Regions from separate parts of the Mus musculus genome. Here all the other regions are linked to region 3. The links are chromatin contacts, called in public HiChIP or PLAC-seq maps. All regions are on one chromosome and are shown on one strand. The core of a region is the stretch at or near the end of the contact, and the rest is flanking DNA. Distances in the headings are between cores, read along the strand shown. Region 1 has its middle 56 kb from the start of Gm36794. Region 2 overlaps Gm30032 (a long non-coding RNA gene). Region 3 overlaps Mn1 (meningioma 1). Region 4 has its middle 79 kb from the start of Gm30032. Region 5 has its middle 13 kb from the start of Gm30032.

The links. HiChIP or PLAC-seq counts read pairs in DNA pulled down with a chosen protein or histone mark.
Region 1: a contact with region 3 is called in an H3K4me3 HiChIP or PLAC-seq map of embryonic forebrain, with 6 times the contacts expected there. The contact joins two enhancer-like sites. A contact is called at or near these places in 1 of 484 Hi-C or Micro-C datasets (nephron progenitors) and 7 of 115 datasets of contacts at active chromatin or transcription factors (embryonic basal ganglia, embryonic forebrain, embryonic hindbrain and 4 more).
Region 2: a contact with region 3 is called in an H3K4me3 HiChIP or PLAC-seq map of embryonic forebrain, with 7 times the contacts expected there. The contact joins two enhancer-like sites. A contact is called at or near these places in 10 of 115 datasets of contacts at active chromatin or transcription factors (VIP interneurons, craniofacial prominence, embryonic basal ganglia and 6 more).
Region 4: a contact with region 3 is called in an H3K4me3 HiChIP or PLAC-seq map of embryonic forebrain, with 7 times the contacts expected there. The contact joins two enhancer-like sites. A contact is called at or near these places in 8 of 115 datasets of contacts at active chromatin or transcription factors (SST interneurons, VIP interneurons, embryonic basal ganglia and 5 more) and 2 of 9 other capture datasets (embryonic stem cells and embryonic tail).
Region 5: an H3K4me3 HiChIP or PLAC-seq map of embryonic forebrain shows a contact between it and region 3, with 8 times the contacts expected there. The contact joins two enhancer-like sites. A contact is called at or near these places in 1 of 484 Hi-C or Micro-C datasets (bone marrow-derived macrophages) and 8 of 115 datasets of contacts at active chromatin or transcription factors (craniofacial prominence, embryonic basal ganglia, embryonic forebrain and 5 more).

What each region holds. Positions count from the first base shown.
Region 1 is chr5:112,001,081-112,004,184 of GRCm38.p6, reverse strand. No RefSeq gene overlaps it. Among named protein-coding and RNA genes, the nearest start is that of Gm36794, 56 kb to the right of the region's middle. Within about 2 kb of position 1,829, at least 46 of the 459 cell types and tissues checked have an H3K27ac peak or open chromatin away from gene starts, as enhancers often do. A contact at or near this core is called in embryonic forebrain, where this site is marked.
Region 2 is chr5:112,108,560-112,111,827 of GRCm38.p6, reverse strand. It overlaps Gm30032 (a long non-coding RNA gene), which reads left to right. Exons shown (of 4, transcript XR_880589.2): 3 at 192-285. Among named protein-coding and RNA genes, the nearest start is that of Gm30032, 11 kb to the left of the region's middle. Within about 2 kb of position 1,452, at least 29 of the 459 cell types and tissues checked have an H3K27ac peak or open chromatin away from gene starts, as enhancers often do. A contact at or near this core is called in embryonic forebrain, where this site is marked.
Region 3 is chr5:111,430,216-111,433,256 of GRCm38.p6, reverse strand. All of the region lies in intron 2 of Mn1 (meningioma 1), which reads right to left. Among named protein-coding and RNA genes, the nearest start is that of Mn1, 14 kb to the right of the region's middle. Within about 2 kb of position 1,731, at least 13 of the 459 cell types and tissues checked have an H3K27ac peak or open chromatin away from gene starts, as enhancers often do. A contact at or near this core is called in SST interneurons and embryonic forebrain, where this site is marked.
Region 4 is chr5:112,040,150-112,043,245 of GRCm38.p6, reverse strand. No RefSeq gene overlaps it. Among named protein-coding and RNA genes, the nearest start is that of Gm30032, 79 kb to the left of the region's middle. Within about 2 kb of position 1,730, at least 24 of the 459 cell types and tissues checked have an H3K27ac peak or open chromatin away from gene starts, as enhancers often do. A contact at or near this core is called in SST interneurons and embryonic forebrain, where this site is marked.
Region 5 is chr5:112,131,964-112,135,190 of GRCm38.p6, reverse strand. No RefSeq gene overlaps it. Among named protein-coding and RNA genes, the nearest start is that of Gm30032, 13 kb to the right of the region's middle. Within about 2 kb of position 1,305, at least 54 of the 459 cell types and tissues checked have an H3K27ac peak or open chromatin away from gene starts, as enhancers often do. A contact at or near this core is called in embryonic forebrain, where this site is marked.

The DNA.
Region 1 (3,104 bases), core at 580-3,079, 570 kb before region 3:
CTTGAGACCTCTAGCTTTCCCCATAAAGTCTTTCTTTTTTCCCGTGTAGTAGATGTGTGTGTGTGAGTACACAAGTGCACACACACACACACACACACACACACAAACACACACACACACACATATATATATATATATATATATATATATATATATATACACACACACACACAGGCACACACACATATATTTATATACACACCCACAAATGCATATATATATATATATACACACACACACACATATATACACATACACACACACTCACACACAGGCACACACACACATATATTTATACACACAGGCACACACACATATGTATACACACACATATATTTATACACACACACAGAAGCACACACACATATACAAACATATATATACACACACAATGCACACACACACACATATATATTTATATATACACACATATACACATATATATACACATAGAGGCATACATACACACATACACATATATACACACACAGGCACACACACATATATTTATATACACACACAGGCACACACACACACAGAGGCACACACATATATTTATATACACACAGAGGCACACACATATATGCATACACACACATATATGCATACACACACATATATATTTATATACACACACAGAGGCACACACACATATATACATACACACAGGCACACACACACACAGAGGCACACACACACATTAAAATTCGATGTCTCTGCAGCATTTGTCCTTCTGAGCAGGCTTATCCCACTTAACGCAATGATGTCGATTCCCCATGCATTTTCCTGCAAAGGGCACAGTTCCATTCTTTATGCCTGATTTCAGCTCTGCTGTGGGCGTGGCTAATTCTCTAAGGGAAATGAGCTGAGGAGCAGGAGCAGTTAGGCGGGGGTGGGGTGGCCGTGAGGCTGCTTTAGACACATTGACTTTAGGGTACCATGGAACCCCTAAGTGAAGAAATAAAAACCCAGGACTCAGAAAGCAGGGTCTGATGGGAAACACTGAAAACGAAGAGGCCCGGGCCCTGATGCTGCTGTTTCTCCCTAGTCCCCGAACCCTCACTGAACCCCGAGCTTATTGGTACCACACAATTAGGTGCCTAATTGCTCTCTAATTGTTATGTGCCTTAGTCTGTCTTGCTAGACAAATTTGTTAGCTCCTGGAGGGCAGAAGGCTTCTTATCATGACCCCGGGTACCAGGTGGGGGTGGGGTGAGAGTCTGAATGGCAGAGGAGACTACCTGACTGGCTCATCACTCTTGTGGTTGCCTTACCTCAGTTTTCCCCTCCATGTAATGGGAGTCCTCGGCCCTGTGACCTTTCCCCCTGCCCCCCCCCCACCCCTTTCAGGGATTTATTGGTGTTTTCTTTGAGGGCTGAGACCTCTGCATGGGCTCCCTGGACAGGTCAGAAATTAAAACAAACCAAAAGAAACCTAAAATAGTAAGAAGCCGATCATGTATGTGCAGAGGCAGTGGCAGGCGAGTCCAGAGGAACGGGTTTCGTGGTTATACAGACAAACAAATCACTTCCCCAGGAGCTTCTTAGGGGAATTACAGTTCCTGGAAATGAAACACAAACAGATTATTAAGAAAGAGCTCCCCGTTGGGAGAGAAACAGTATTTACAAGAGAAGATGTGCCTAGCTGGACCTCTAATTGCCGTTCATTATCTCATATTGATTTAATTAGCTGCAGTGCTGAGGTCTGAATCGGTTCTGCCCGCAGCAGCAGGGGCTGTGCGCCTTAAGCGCCATTGACCTAGGCCTTCACCTTAGTTCACGCCTCCTCCCCCAAACCTAGGGTCAGCTGGCAGGGTGCTCTGGTGCTGGCTGTGGGCCGGAGGCGACCAGCCATGTCCACAGCCTCCTGAGCCTCTTTGTCTGGAGCGCCTCGGCCGGGTGGTTGTGAAGAGCTAATTATCTGCAGTAATTAGCGTGTGTTCATAATGAGGAATCAGAGTGGCTCGGAGTGCGGGGAGATACCGGCCCAGGCTGACTGCAGACCCGGGTGTGCAGGCAGCCAAAGTAAAGAGAGATGCCTTCCCAGGGTGCTCCCGAGGCCCCTAAGGGTGTCTCTTCTGCAGGATCTCCACCCAGGCGGCATCTGACCGTTCGGCCACGTGTGACCTCTCATCTCTCTCCCTGACCCAGAAACTGAAGCCGAACAGCTGGTTTCAGCTGGGAAAGAGGCGATTAGCGTTCCCTCTAGTGGGCATCTGGGACCAATTGTTGTGAAGATTTGGGGTTTATAATTGCAAGAGATTAATGGGGGAGTAGGCCATCAGGCTTAAGAGGTCGCTAATTGCTCTTTTAACATAATTGTGTCCAGGCAGGAGAGAGGGAGGGAGAGGGAGAGTGGAGTGGCCCATACACTGTGTGCACACCGCGCGTGCGTGCACTGAGCCCCTGGCTTGGCATGTAGACTCACACTGTGAGGACAGTGAGGTGGCTTCTGTGGGGATTCTTGTACTGGGGATACAATAGACAATGAGGTCAACCTGAGTTGCAGGGCAAAATAGAGAATGGGGGTTCTTTCCAACTCGACATCAGGTAAAAACCCTCACAGCATATTGTGCCTTGAGGAGGGGCAGACAGGTTTTATTTTTCATGCAAATTCTTCATTTCTCAGTACCAGGAAGGCATGGAAATTTCCCATCCTGGTCATAGTAGGGGTGTGTGTGTGTGTGTGTGTGTGTGGGAATCAGCGATCAACTAGTAATGTCTGCTTTGGCCGAGGGAGAGACTTATTTGGTGTGGATGACACACATTGACCTCTTTAATAGAAGGTCTATGTCTTTATTTTCTTTAGTATGGAATTAGACTATCAGAGAGGAGACATGATTGGTCTAAGTCCCCTGGGTCTCTTAAGAATGCCACAGTGAGACCTGGGGAAGGGTTTGAGAGTCAAGAAGGGGATGGTTCCCTAGAGACCCTTTCTTCCTGGCTGACCCGTGGGAGGCTCACAGTGACTTGTGCTCAGCTGTTAAAGCAGAGGGGGAAGACGGGTCAGTGAGGAGCCACCCATTCTGCCCTCCACACTCTGGTTGGTCACCATTAATAAAGAAACCAGCTTCTTTGAGCTCTTGCTTAATCAGCTCAGAGGA
Region 2 (3,268 bases), core at 203-2,702, 680 kb before region 3:
CTAGGAACTAGAATGGGGTGGGTGTGGGGTGGGTGGGAAGGTGGGTAGACACTGCAGCATGCAGGAATGGTGGGGTGGGGGAGGGGCAGAGTCAGAAAGTGGAAGTCAGGGAAGGCCCCAAGCTTGGCCACTGGTATCCTGCTGTGCAATTTTGGGCACATCACATGATTTCTCTGATCCTTGCCTTCCAGGGCTGGGACTGGGAGCCTTCAGCACAGGATGGGATGGAAGTGTGGTTATCAGGTGAGGTACCTCACTGAGTCTGGTACCCACTGGCCATAGCAGGTATGTCAACGCTGCCGACATGCAGTGGTGACCCGTGAGGGTGGGCTCTGGAGTCATGTGGACTGGGTTCAAACTTCGCTTCTTGGCTGTGAGAATTTAGGCAGCCTTCTGCTGCTGGAGCCCATGTCCCTGACTGGCAGGGTGGGGTCTGGTCCTTCACTGCCCTGTGTGGATGGTTTATGGATATGAGAAAGCCCCATGCATCAGGTGTACACTCAGACCATGGACTGCTTAGAATTCACAGGGAGTTGAAAGTCAGTACCAGGCAGGCCATAGGCTCTTAGCAGCTGTCAGGTATGTGTGTGTGTGTGTGTGTGTGTGTGTGTGTGTGTGTGTGTGTTTGTTGGGTGGGCATCAGGCTGTGTCTGCCAAGTGGGTGGTCATGGGGTTTGGAGGGTGATGTGAGAGTGTTTCTAAAACGATCTCCTCCCAAGCTTGCTAACTTACTGTGTGACCTTGGGCCAGCCCCTCAACCTCTCTGGACCCTGCTCCCTTGTGTGTAAATCCTGGAAAGGTTTACTTAAGTGCTAAGGTTTTGTTTGTTTGTTTGTTTGTTTGTTTTCTTCTTCAGAGCCTTAAAAAAAAATCGATGGTTATAAAGGTTTGTGGTTAGCGAGAACCATCTGCCCCAGGCAAAGACCAGACCCTCCCCAACCTTTCAGGCAGAAATAAAACAACAAGCAGCCGGTTTTGCAAATTGCCATCTCGGAGGTCGTAAGCACTGGTATCTGCTTTTGTGCGCGACTTGATTGAAATTCTTCTGCGATGGCGGGTGTCCCCACCATCAGTGCCTTAATTAGAAATGAGGACAGTCACATCGGCATAAATTAAATCAGACTAAAGATGATTAACAAAGTAAATGCAAGGAATCATTAAATTAAACCATTGTGCCAGGTCCTCTGCCTATCTATCACAAATTTGGGCTGCTAATGAGGGTCTTAATTAGTAAGTTAGGTCGAAATAATTCATGCCAGTCACTCAGAGGCAGACCCCCTTTCCTCCTCTGCATCTTACCCGGTCTTTCTGCTTCCAGCTCCGAATGCAAATGCATCGGGCCGTGGACCACGGACGGACATCGCTGACAAATGACATCATTCTCCCATGATCAAACCCTCCTGGCACTGGATGTGTTTGCTGTGATGCCTGGGGCGAGGCCCCGTTCGCCACAAGGGGCGAGATTAGTCCTAACACAACTGGACTGCAGATAGATGAGACCTGGTTCTGGATTCATCAGCTGGGAGGCAGAAGAGTGAGGGCTGCAGACAGGAGACTTGAGGGGTCATAGAGTGGCCCAGGGTAGACCTGGGGACTCTGGTGTTGGGTTTTATAAAAAAGAAAGGCAACCCAGGGATACGTTTGGTAGAGGCATGGTATGGTGCAGGGGAAGTGGGTGCCTCTGTGGGTGTGCACCTCTCCCCTGAGGTACCATAGTATAGAATTAGAGTTTAGGGCACAGAGAGGGAAGTTGAGGGGGTAGTAGAGACAGAGAAAGGTAGAGAGAAAGGGTCAGGGAAGGGGGAGAGGGAGAGTAGTAGAGGCTGGCCGTGAACATGGAGAGAGAAGGGAGGGGAGGGGAATGGGAGTAAGGGAGTAAGAGGCTGAGGAGGGGGCAGGCAGCCCCTTTTATACTGAGGCCAGCACACCTGGCTGTTGCCAGGTAACTGTGGGGTGGAGCCTAGAAGAAATGCTAACATCTGGTATCCCAGGATTCCCTGCTCTTCCCAGCTGTGTTCAGCAGATCTGCTCACACTCCCTATCTACTGAGGAAGAATCAGAGAGGTGAATGGACTTGCCTAAGGTCACACACAGAGGCAGAGCCTGACTCAGCAGCCCATCCTGGCTCTACCAGTGATGGCCAGGTGGCTGGGTGGCAGGTGGGCGTGGATGTGTGGTAGGAACTCAGAAGGGAAAGCAGAGTAGACCAATTGAGGATGGGCTGGGGAGATGGAGAGCCTTTGGTGTCAGAGACTTGGCGTGGATATCAGAATCTGCCAGTGATGTCTACTCACCGAGTCTCGGTTTCCTCATCTGTAGTTTGGGTGCAATGAATATCGACTGGTGTGAGCTTTTTGAGGTTTCAGTGATGTCTTGTGAGATGTGTGTAGTGAACGATTCTTCTGTCACCATCCTGGTGGTTGTCTGGGGACTCAGTTAAGCTTTTGGATTGCTATGAACCCTATGAACCCCAATGACTCCTTCATCAAGACGCAGATGGGTTGGGTTCTCCTGCCCTCAGGAACGGGCAATCGGGAAGGCTTGATATTTGAGGTCATCAGACTGTTGGCTGGGACACAGGAGTGATGACGTCCCTGTCACATGGCAGGCTGGCTAGCATCGGTATTATTGGCCATGGAAGCCATCCAGTCAGGGGTGGGTTCCAGGGCACAGTGTGGCTCCAGCTGCTGTTCCTGCCTCAGCTGCTCAAGTCTGAGTGGGTGCTGTGGCCTAGATAATGTCACCTCCACCTTCCCCAGAGGTGACCATGCCTCATACCTGAGTACTTTGTGCACACGTTCCTTTCTATAGCAAAAGGAATTTTTGTGTGTCTGTGAGTTGATAACCGGTCTTAGGCTAGGAGCCGATCCTAGATAGAGAGTCATAGTGCAGTGACAGGTGTCTCCCTAAGCACACACCTGGGGTGGGAGGGGCCTGGTCCGTGGGAGGGGCCTGGGTTCATGGGAGGGGCCTGGGTCCTAGTTGTCAGTCAGAACACCTGTGACTGCTTCTCCCAGATGATTTGGAAAGAGACTTCATTGAGAAAGATGATTTTAGTGGCAGAGGTAGTGTAGACAACAGAATACCAGGTAACTCATATCTATCTATCTATCTATCTATCTATCTATCTATCTATCTATCTTTCATTCATTCATTCATTCATTCATTATTTATTTATTTGGTCAAGGGTGAGTGACAGAAAACATTTCACTCACTTTTGGATGCTCACAGCCAAGGTCATGAAAATTGTTACCTATTTCCAGAGCCT
Region 3 (3,041 bases), core at 482-2,981:
TGGACCTGGCCCCCTAGTGCAGCCCCTTGCTGTGAACCCAGGACAAAGCAGGTCCTTCCCCAGCTGTCACCTCTAAAGGAGCTGGCCTGCAGGCAGGCAGACACAATCAGAGAGAATCATGGAAACTCCCCACGCTGGAGAGGTGAGGCCACTTTCAAGGGAAGAGCCAGGGCCCAGGGGCTAATTGCTCAATGCATCAAAAACACCCCAAGCCTACAGCAAGAAAAAAGGAAGGAAACCCACCCGGGGCAGATGCAGCCCTCTGCCTGTCTCGGCCTACACGTGCATGGTCAGTCCCTGGGTTCCCCTGCAGCCACGGGGAGCTGGGGTGCTGGCTGCATCTGCCTGCTCCCAAACACACTCATCCATCCTACCCCCAAGTTCAAATGAAACTTGCTCCTGTTTGGGAGAAGAATTTCATTAGGGGGAAAAAAATATAATATGAAAATACCCATTTAGAAGGAATATGCTATTAATTCTTAGTACTACATGCAGAAGGGGAAAATTGCATTTTTATCTAAATGGTTTTTCTGCATAAGCCATTTACAATGTACTTTGCTTCTTGTAATAGGCCCTGCTAACCATTAGTGCCGGGACACCCAGGCTGAGAGCTGAGATCGCCCTCAAATTACTGTAACCCCTCAAATGCTATTCAGAGGGGGGACTCAGCAAAAGGGTTGGGATCCTCTTTTTTTTTTTTTAAGGAAGAAACAAAATATTGCTGAGCAGGAGAGAAATCAGAGGAAGACAGGAGGCCATAGTTAAAACCAAAAACAAATGCCCCTCTCACCAGCTGCCACACCAAATCCCTGTTGAGTTTTGGTTGTGTGGTTCCAACCATCCAACCAACCCTGCCCGTGCAGGATCCACGCAGTACAGCACGACGGTGCGCATGTCCTCGTCAAACAAGCAAATAAGGGTAAGACGGAATTCAGAACATCAAAACAAACTATTTTTAAACACGGAGCAAAAACAGCGATGTGAGGTGGCAAGACGGCTGTTTCCCACTAAACCTCGTTTCTCTAGCTGTGGAAGCCTACAGCATGCAGACAGCAGCACCTAATGCCACACAGAGGTTCCTCCTGGCAGTTCTGAACCCTGCTACTCGGAACAACAACAACGGAAAGCTCACCACGAGAGAAGTGGGGTCGGCAGCGGGGCCACCTCTGGCTTCATGTTCGTCCCCCATGGCATCTTGTGTCAAGTCGGCTCAAACTTCAAAAACAGCACTTTTTTCTTTTTCTCAAAGTGTCTTTTTTTTTTTTTTAATCTCCAGTTTTCTCCTTTGGATTCCCAAAATAACTACTGAATACCAAGTATGGGAAGCTAAATTAATTCATTAAAAAGAAGCAAGGCTATGGCAGAGGCAGGGCGTGGGGCTCCCTCACTATCGTGCCTCTGGCTGCCGTCTTCTGGCATGTCCTGGCCCATAAATTCTTATTACCAACCAGGAGCTCAAAATGTCATAGTCACAGTTAAGAAAGGTAGCCGGTGTGCCCCCACCCTGCCAAAGTACCCCAAACAAGGGAGATGGGGCGCTGTAATTACAGGAAATAACTCCGGTTTTAAGGGTTAGATAAAGACCCTCTCCAAATTTAAAGCCAGACACCGATGTCCATTAGAGTTTAACAGACCCACATAAAAAAAGAAATCGTGTCCTCATCCTTCCAAAAGCCCGCTTCCTCAGAGCCTCAAGTTCACTGAAGGTTGGTGCAGTGCCAAAAACACCCAGGCTGGGTCTGGCTGTGCAAAGACGAGGCCTCGGAGGGAAACATGGGAGAGTCAAAGCAAGGGGGGTGGCCCAGGGGCATCTCAGGAAGATGTTTGCTCAAGAATTGTCATCACCTAATTGAGCTTTATGGTGGCAGTAGCTTCAGAAAGTGGAGTTTTCAAGCACCACCTCAGAGATAGGCACGGATGAGGAGCCCACAGACAAAGAGGGGCAGTGGTTGAAGCGCCCACCGTCAACGTGACACATGCACCCTGTGGAGACTGTGTTCAGAAAGACTCTGGGTCAGTCTGCCATCTCCTTCCTTCCTTCTGGCTTAAGAGGCCCTGGCATGGTTTCCCTTCCTTCTTTGGAAGTGCACCCACACATTTCTGAAGTTACACACACACACAGAGGCCCATATACCACCATTCCTACTGCTCATTACAGTGAGAGATGAGCAGGGGGCCCCAAACCACAGTGAGATGCCCCAGGCTTGGGGGTCATGACACTTGCCTCCCAGGCTTTTAGGAATTAATGCTCATGAACATCCCAGAGTCCCAGGATGGGGGCATCAGAAGAGGCTGTGTTCTATGCCTACCTCCAAGGCCCCAGGTAGTGGGTACAACGGAATAGCTACCATTTCTCTAAAAGTGTACAGCTAAAGGCCACTGTCCCCTCTTCCTGTGAAGGGACAGTGAAGGGATGGGGGCGTGGAGGTTCTCTTCTGTGACCAATGACTGGATTACTTCACTAATGCATGCATGTATGCATGTGCACATGTGTGCGCCCGTGCGTGTGCGCACAGACCCCTCTAACCTCACACGTGCTCACAAATGCATCTCACACTTCAAACACAAAATACATGCTCGATCACTAAACGAAGCCAAATAATACTGAAACACACGAGGAACTTCACGGGCCCTCTCCCAGAGGCCCAGCAGTATAGCCAGTTCAGCGAAACCTGATAATACCGAGATCAGTGAGCCTCCACCTCACACCGAATGAAGGCCAGAACTTTGTCTGAGCTTTGAGGAGTGAAAATTATCTTTCCATTTCCTAGTAAGAGTTCTCAGGCCTTAGCTCAGAAGGACATACATGCATGTACGTACACACATACACAGAGAGAGGGGGGAAGGGAGAGGGAGAGGGAGAGGGAGAGGGAGAGGGAGAGGGAGAGGGAGAGGGAGAGGGAGAGGGAGAGAGAGAGAGAGAGAGAGATCCCGAATCATTTAGATATATCTGGAGCATAAGGATCAGGCAATCACTCCCCCTTCAAAAAAAAAAAAAAAAAAGCCAAATCCTGGCCTTTCTCTCAGCCACTAGCAAGCTA
Region 4 (3,096 bases), core at 481-2,980, 610 kb before region 3:
CTCCCCCCTCCCCTCCCCTCCCCTCCCCTCTCCCCTCCCCTCCCCTCCCTCCCTCCCTCCCCCCCCTCAGGGTCCTGGAGCATGCTAGGCTGCCTAGACCTCCTCAGTGCTCGAATTGCAAGCTGAGCCACCAGCCTAGTAACTTCCGTGGGCTCTGTCTGGTGTTGATGTATGTTGCAAAACCTGTCCCTGGGAAGCCCTTCAGGATGGGGAGCCTTTCTCTGTAAGTACCAACCAGTGTGTTTCTCATACATAAAGACTAAGGGACAAGCTGAGCTGGGGGGGGGGGGTTCCGTTGTAGTCCCCCCCCCATTCAGATGCATGGTCCTTTCTGGGTGTAAGAAGACAAACATGGCCTCAGAGGGATGTTTACATCTGGGGATTGGTCTTTCAAAGTCAGTGACAAGTTCATTACCTGCCTGTGCCAGCAGAGAAGTCTTCAGGGACTCCGTGGGATCAGAAACTATCAATAATAAACACTTCCCGCATGAATGGTGGTTGAATGAACGAACGAATGGATGATTCTGTGTGTCCTGGCTCTACAGTCTGAGCGCATCCTCACAGACCCTGGTGGGCTCTAGCTCCACAGTCAGAGAGCATCGATGGGTTCTGGCTCCACAGTCAGAGCACACCCTCGCTGACACCCGATGGGTTCCAGCTCCACAGTCAGAACACATCCTCACAGACACCCCATGGGCTCGGGCTCCACTGTCAGAGCACATTGATGCGTACTGACTCCACAGTCAGAGCACATCCTCGCAGACACCCGATGGGCTGCATCTTTCAAGAGCCTGTTCACAGCATCAAGCTCCAAACACAGAGCCAGCATCATCCCTGAGCTTCACAGTTCTCCCACTGCTTTCACTTTGGGGAGACAGCCGAGGGTTCCTATGTCGCTCCAGAGACATCTCCCTGTTTCCCAGAAAAGCCTTTATTTTACTGTGTCCTGAACTTGAATGTGAGCAAGCACAACATTGTTGAGACTCGCGGCTCTCTGGTGGGTACCGAGCAGAGACCAGGGTTGTGTGGGGCACATAAAGAAGCCACTTGTGTGCACATTGCACCATGACCCCTACCTTGTTACTGGTGGGGCTGGATATCAGCTTGGTCATCACTGAAATCAAGGAAGCTGATGGCAGGCTGTTCAGGTAAGGAACAAGTTAGAGTTTGCAAATAGAGAGTAAGAACTGAACGCAGCTTGACTGAGTTTGGACAAAGCCACACCCACTAGCTTTGCTGTCTGCCTGTTTGGAGAATGAAGAATAAAGGTTATTGAGACTGAAAGTGACTTTAGAATCTGGAAGTGGAAGGCTGGTCTCCCAAATAGTCCAAGAAGGAAGACTGGAAGACAAGAGAGAGACATCCTGCCAACCTCCAGGATGGCTTTGCTTCTAGCAAAGCAGAAAGTGGTAAGGGGGAAAAAAACCCAAGAGGCATTTCTATTATCTGTTTGTGAGGATCCCTCATCAGCAAGATGAACTATGCCTTCTCCTATGGCTCACAGTGTGCTGAGGGCAGGTGACACCAGAGCACAGAAATGCAAGCAGGTTAGACCTGTGTGGTTGGGCCACCAGGATGCTTCTGGGTTGGGGTGCAACTGGGGGCTGGGCTGGTGGGAGAGCGGGCAGCATTAGGCTTTGGCAAGTTAATTAGGGTTCACGAGTGGAGCCTGTGAGCTGGGAGAGAGGACGGATTTGCATAAAGCCCATTTACATAATGCTCTTCACAAATTACACAAGCCAGAAGGCTGCTGGCTGGCAGGAGGGGGAGGGGAGGCTGGCAGGAAGATGCCTAGGTGGCCCAGCCAGAGGGGGCAGGGTGAGGCCCCTCCCCTACCCTCTGGGCCAATGGCTAGAGCTGTCTCTCCAGTGGCACAGGCCTTCAGCAGCCCACACTGTGACTATCAGCTCTGAGTTTCAGAGCCCACAGAATCTCAAACGACTTCTGGAGACAGGTTCTCCCTGGATGAAAACTTGGGGGTTCTCTGTTGCCTGAGTATCAGCCCCCACCACCTTAGCTAACCAGCTTGGTCATTCCTGGAGGACAGTCACCTTCCAGCTTCTGGACCTTATCTTCCTTCAAGTCCCTTTATCTTTCCCAAGTTTTATCTCATCTTAAAGACTTGGGTGCTGGCTTTACTGAGCATCTGCTGCCAGCTGCCTCTGAGACAAGCCCCTGACTCCCCATCTTGGGACATGTCCAGGTGTCCCTATGTCCCCCACGTGGCCAAGGATCCTTTGCCCAGCCATGTTGAAGCTCTTGATGGGATGCAGGAGGGTCCAGGGAATGGGCATCTCTGCCTTTCAGACAGTGAGTCTTATAAGGGAGGGTGTGACACTCACAAGCCTGTGCCCAGCTGGGTAGGAGCCTGCTTGAAAACAGCAGGCACCCAATAGCTGTCTGTGGATCTGGTGAAGGAAACATGACAGCAGCTTGAGAGCAGTTTCCATCCTAGCTTTAGTTCTAGAGCTCTTACCCTGTGCTAGAAGCCATAGGGGAAGGAAATACTGGCATGGGTTCCCCCCAGGGAGTGGGATCTCAAGTGGCCCACTGCATGCTCTGGGGAGGCAGACAAGGCTAAGCCAGACATGGAAGATGCACTGAACAATGGCCTCAGGTCTTTCATGAAAACAGACCTGGCAGGTGCTGGAAGCCTCAGGAGTTTGTGAGCAAAGGGGAAAGGAGATTTACAGCTACTGACCACCTACTAAGCACTTGCACTTACCCTAATGGACCCACAGTGAGCAGGAATGCTCCCTGGTCTAAAACCCATCCAGATAGAGCTTTCTAGATTGGCTCTTTATCTTTTGTCCAACACAAAAGTCGTCTCTAGCCTCAGGGAGCCTGGATAGATCAGAACATCTGCATCTTAGATGCCCCACGATCTACTCTGAACGATCACAGGCCAGTGGTAACATAGCCATACTGAATGGGGTGCTGTTTCTATGTGGAGGGACTGGCCAGAGCTCCTTCCATCTTCTACTCCTTCTGTCCCCTGTCTGTGAGTCTTTCTGAATGAGACATCCCCGACGTTTCTCTTCCACCTATTCCTGGACATACCACCCACGCTCAGGTTTAATTTTAGCTGATTCTCTC
Region 5 (3,227 bases), core at 56-2,555, 700 kb before region 3:
GTGGTAGAGCTGTGTTAGACCAAGGCAGGGCAGGCAATGGAATGTGGGCCAACCTCAGCCCATGTGTGAATACAGACTCTGAGGTCCCAGCTCAGCCCTTGAGTCAGAGAGAACATTGTAACCAAAGTCCAGTGGGTTTGTGTGCCTGGGTTCCAGTGCACACCAGTTTATCCACAACACACCCTGCCCCATACACACAGACAAAGCTAGCTATGCTAAGGGACTGGTAGGCATGTAAAACATTTCCAATCCAGTGCAGAAGGACACTTTGGTAAGATACAGTACAAACAGCTAACAACTACAGACTTTAAATGGGAAATCAAACCCTTGCTCCATGCCTTTGCTCTGAGGGTGGATTTGATAGATGTGGTATTGCTATCTGCCACACCCTGGTTCCCTTCCCCTATAGGTCTCTCTCTGTGACAGGGCACAGTTAGCCAGCACCAGGTGTCATGGCCCCGCTCTGCACACCACCACGCTGGCATACACAGTGGTGGTGCAGCAGACAGCACGAGCCATGCGGAGCTGTGTTTGACATTGTCGACTGGGAAAGACGCTGGCCTTGGGCCGCACTCAGCAAACTGCTGGCTGGTGATTCTCCTCTTCTTTCTCAGCCTCCTGAGGACTATGACCATAGGTTTATGCCACCAAATCTGGCTCAGTAATACTTAAAACAAACTTTCCTCCATTTCCTGGGTAGGTAATGGGGGCCCAGAGACGTTAAGTTACTTGCCCAAGGCCGCTTAACACACTGGTGGCGTAACCTGAGTCCATTTGTTTGAACATTTCAAGGCAGGGGATTGGAAAGGAAGGCATGTCAGCAAGCGACACGCAGAGGACATTGTACCCTGTACTCTGCGTGAGTGACAGCTGTCAAGGAGCCAGGCACAGGGGAGGGCTCTGGCGTCTCCATAGCCGTCTTTTATGGGAAGCTGGCATCTTAGAATCTTTACCAGCTCAGGGCTGGGAGGGTCTCCATGGCCCTACTGTGTGTGATGCAGAGCCTGCCCTCCTATCCATCCGTGCTGCCAGGGCACAGGGCCAAGCTCAATTCACTGGGGCCCTCTCTCTTCCTTTCCTGTCCCTAGAGCTCTAGGGGCCCAGCAGAGAGGCCTAGGGTCTGGCAGGCTGGGTGAGGGCTTGTTATCCACAGGCTGATGGCTGCCACTGAAGACTGCCCGAGGACATCCAGGCGGGAGCTGTTTCTGAGGCCTGCTGTGCCCGGAGAGCTGGCTGCCAGTGTCTGTGCCCAGGGTCCGTGTGCTTCTTCACTGACTCATTAATCCTGATTAACAGAAAAAGGCAGCAGGCGGGGGCCCTCTTAACAGGCAAGCGGCGGCTGGCGTGCTTTCACCAAGCACAGTGGTGCCCAGGAGACTCAACATCGATGAATTATTCAAACCAGCCAAGGCAGGGAAACCCAAAGACATGGCGTGGTGGCACCTGCCCCCGTCCTGCCCCCGGGGCTGCTGTACCCTGCATCTTGGGGCACAGGCCCAGGGCTCCTTGGTGACTGTGCTCCGACCCCTCCTTCTCAGATGGAAGTTGAATTTGCAATTGATTGTTCCCAAGTGCCTTAGAGGTCTAGTAATGGATCCAAAATGACATTTCCCACCTGCCGGTCCCCGGGGGACACTGAAAAGGGTTTGTGGATGGGCCTATGATGGAGAATGTGACAGGGGAGGCTCAGAAGAGGGATGCATGTGTGTATGCATGTATACATGCATGTGTGTGTATGTATGAACATATGTATGTATGTGTGTATACATGCATGTGCTTGTATGTGTACGCATGCTATGTGCATGTGTGTTTGTGTGTCTGTATGTATACATGCATGTGTGTATGGGTGCCTATTGGTGTACACGTTTGTGTGTGTGTACACATGTTTGTGTGTGTATGTGCATGTACACATGCACATGTGTTATAAGTATGTAATCGTCTTTTTTTGGTAATGTGTCTACACATACGCACATGTGTTATATGTATGTACACATGCATGTGTGTGTATGTGTATATGTCACACAGTAGCAGCAATGCCTGGAATGTTAGGAGAGGAACCGCCCAGGGCCCAGAATAGAATACCACACCAATGGGCTGAGGGAGTATTTGGAGAATACAAGGGGTAAACTGAGGTTGGAAGGGGGACAGGCACCTGCCCCAAGTTGCTAAGTAACTGAAAACCATGGAGCTGGGCTCACAGCCCAGGCTGATTTGTCCCCAGCAGACTGACCCATGGCTGGGCACAGGCAGTGTGCCAGGCCTTGAGTGAAGGGTTTTGTTCCCTGGCATCTTCATGATTCCTATATTGATTCCCATGAGGAAGTGGAGTTCACAGAGACTGTGCCTCAAGGTAGGCTGGAGAGAGGCAGCCTTGAGTGCAGAGTGGTCCTGTGGGGTGCTGGGCCTACATTGAAGTTAGTGGCTCTGGGCCTCCCTGTATGCCAGGAATACAGTCAGTGAAACAGCCCTCCTGCCCAGACTGGGCATGCTGGGGCTCATGCTGCCACCTCCCTTCTGTCCCCAGACATGTGGGTGTAATCAAGTTTTCTTTTTTTTTTTTGTAATCGACTTTTCTAAAACTGTCTTTATAGCACCCATGGCATTTGGGGAGTTTGAACAAAGGCCCGAGAAGAGATTTCTGGACAAAGGGTGCAGAGGACCTGGATGTCTGGGCGCAAAACTAGTCCCTCCCAGGATGCCTGCTGTTAGCTGTGAGCAGGGTTGAGCATCCACAAGGCTTTCCTGAGTAGAGGCAGAAGCTGCTAATGGGTTGGAGTCGGGATGGGGCCTCTGAGCCCAACCGTGATGTGAAAGGACAGTGGTGACAGAAGTTTGGGGCTTGGCGAGCCTGTCACTGTGTAAGCCATTTACTCCTGAGCACACGTCAGGAGGTCGGCACCCCCAGGGCTGGCACCACCAGTGTCAGCATCCCTGGGGCCAGCATCCCCAAGGCTGGCACCCCTGGGGTCCCCTGGGGTCCCCTGGGGTCCGTATAGTGTTCATTTCTCAGAGGAGGAGACTGAAGCTCAGAGAAAAAGCTCAGGGGGAATAAAAGAGAGAGGATTTGAACCTGGGGTGTGTGACACCTAAGTGGGGTGCACTGTGCCTGGAGTATCTCTGTCTAGTCTTGAGCTTCTTTCACAACTCTGAGGTCCTGTGTCCCTTCCTGAGGCAACTGTTAGGGGTTCATGTCCTGAAGTCCTGGAGGAGGCATGTTGGCCTTTCAA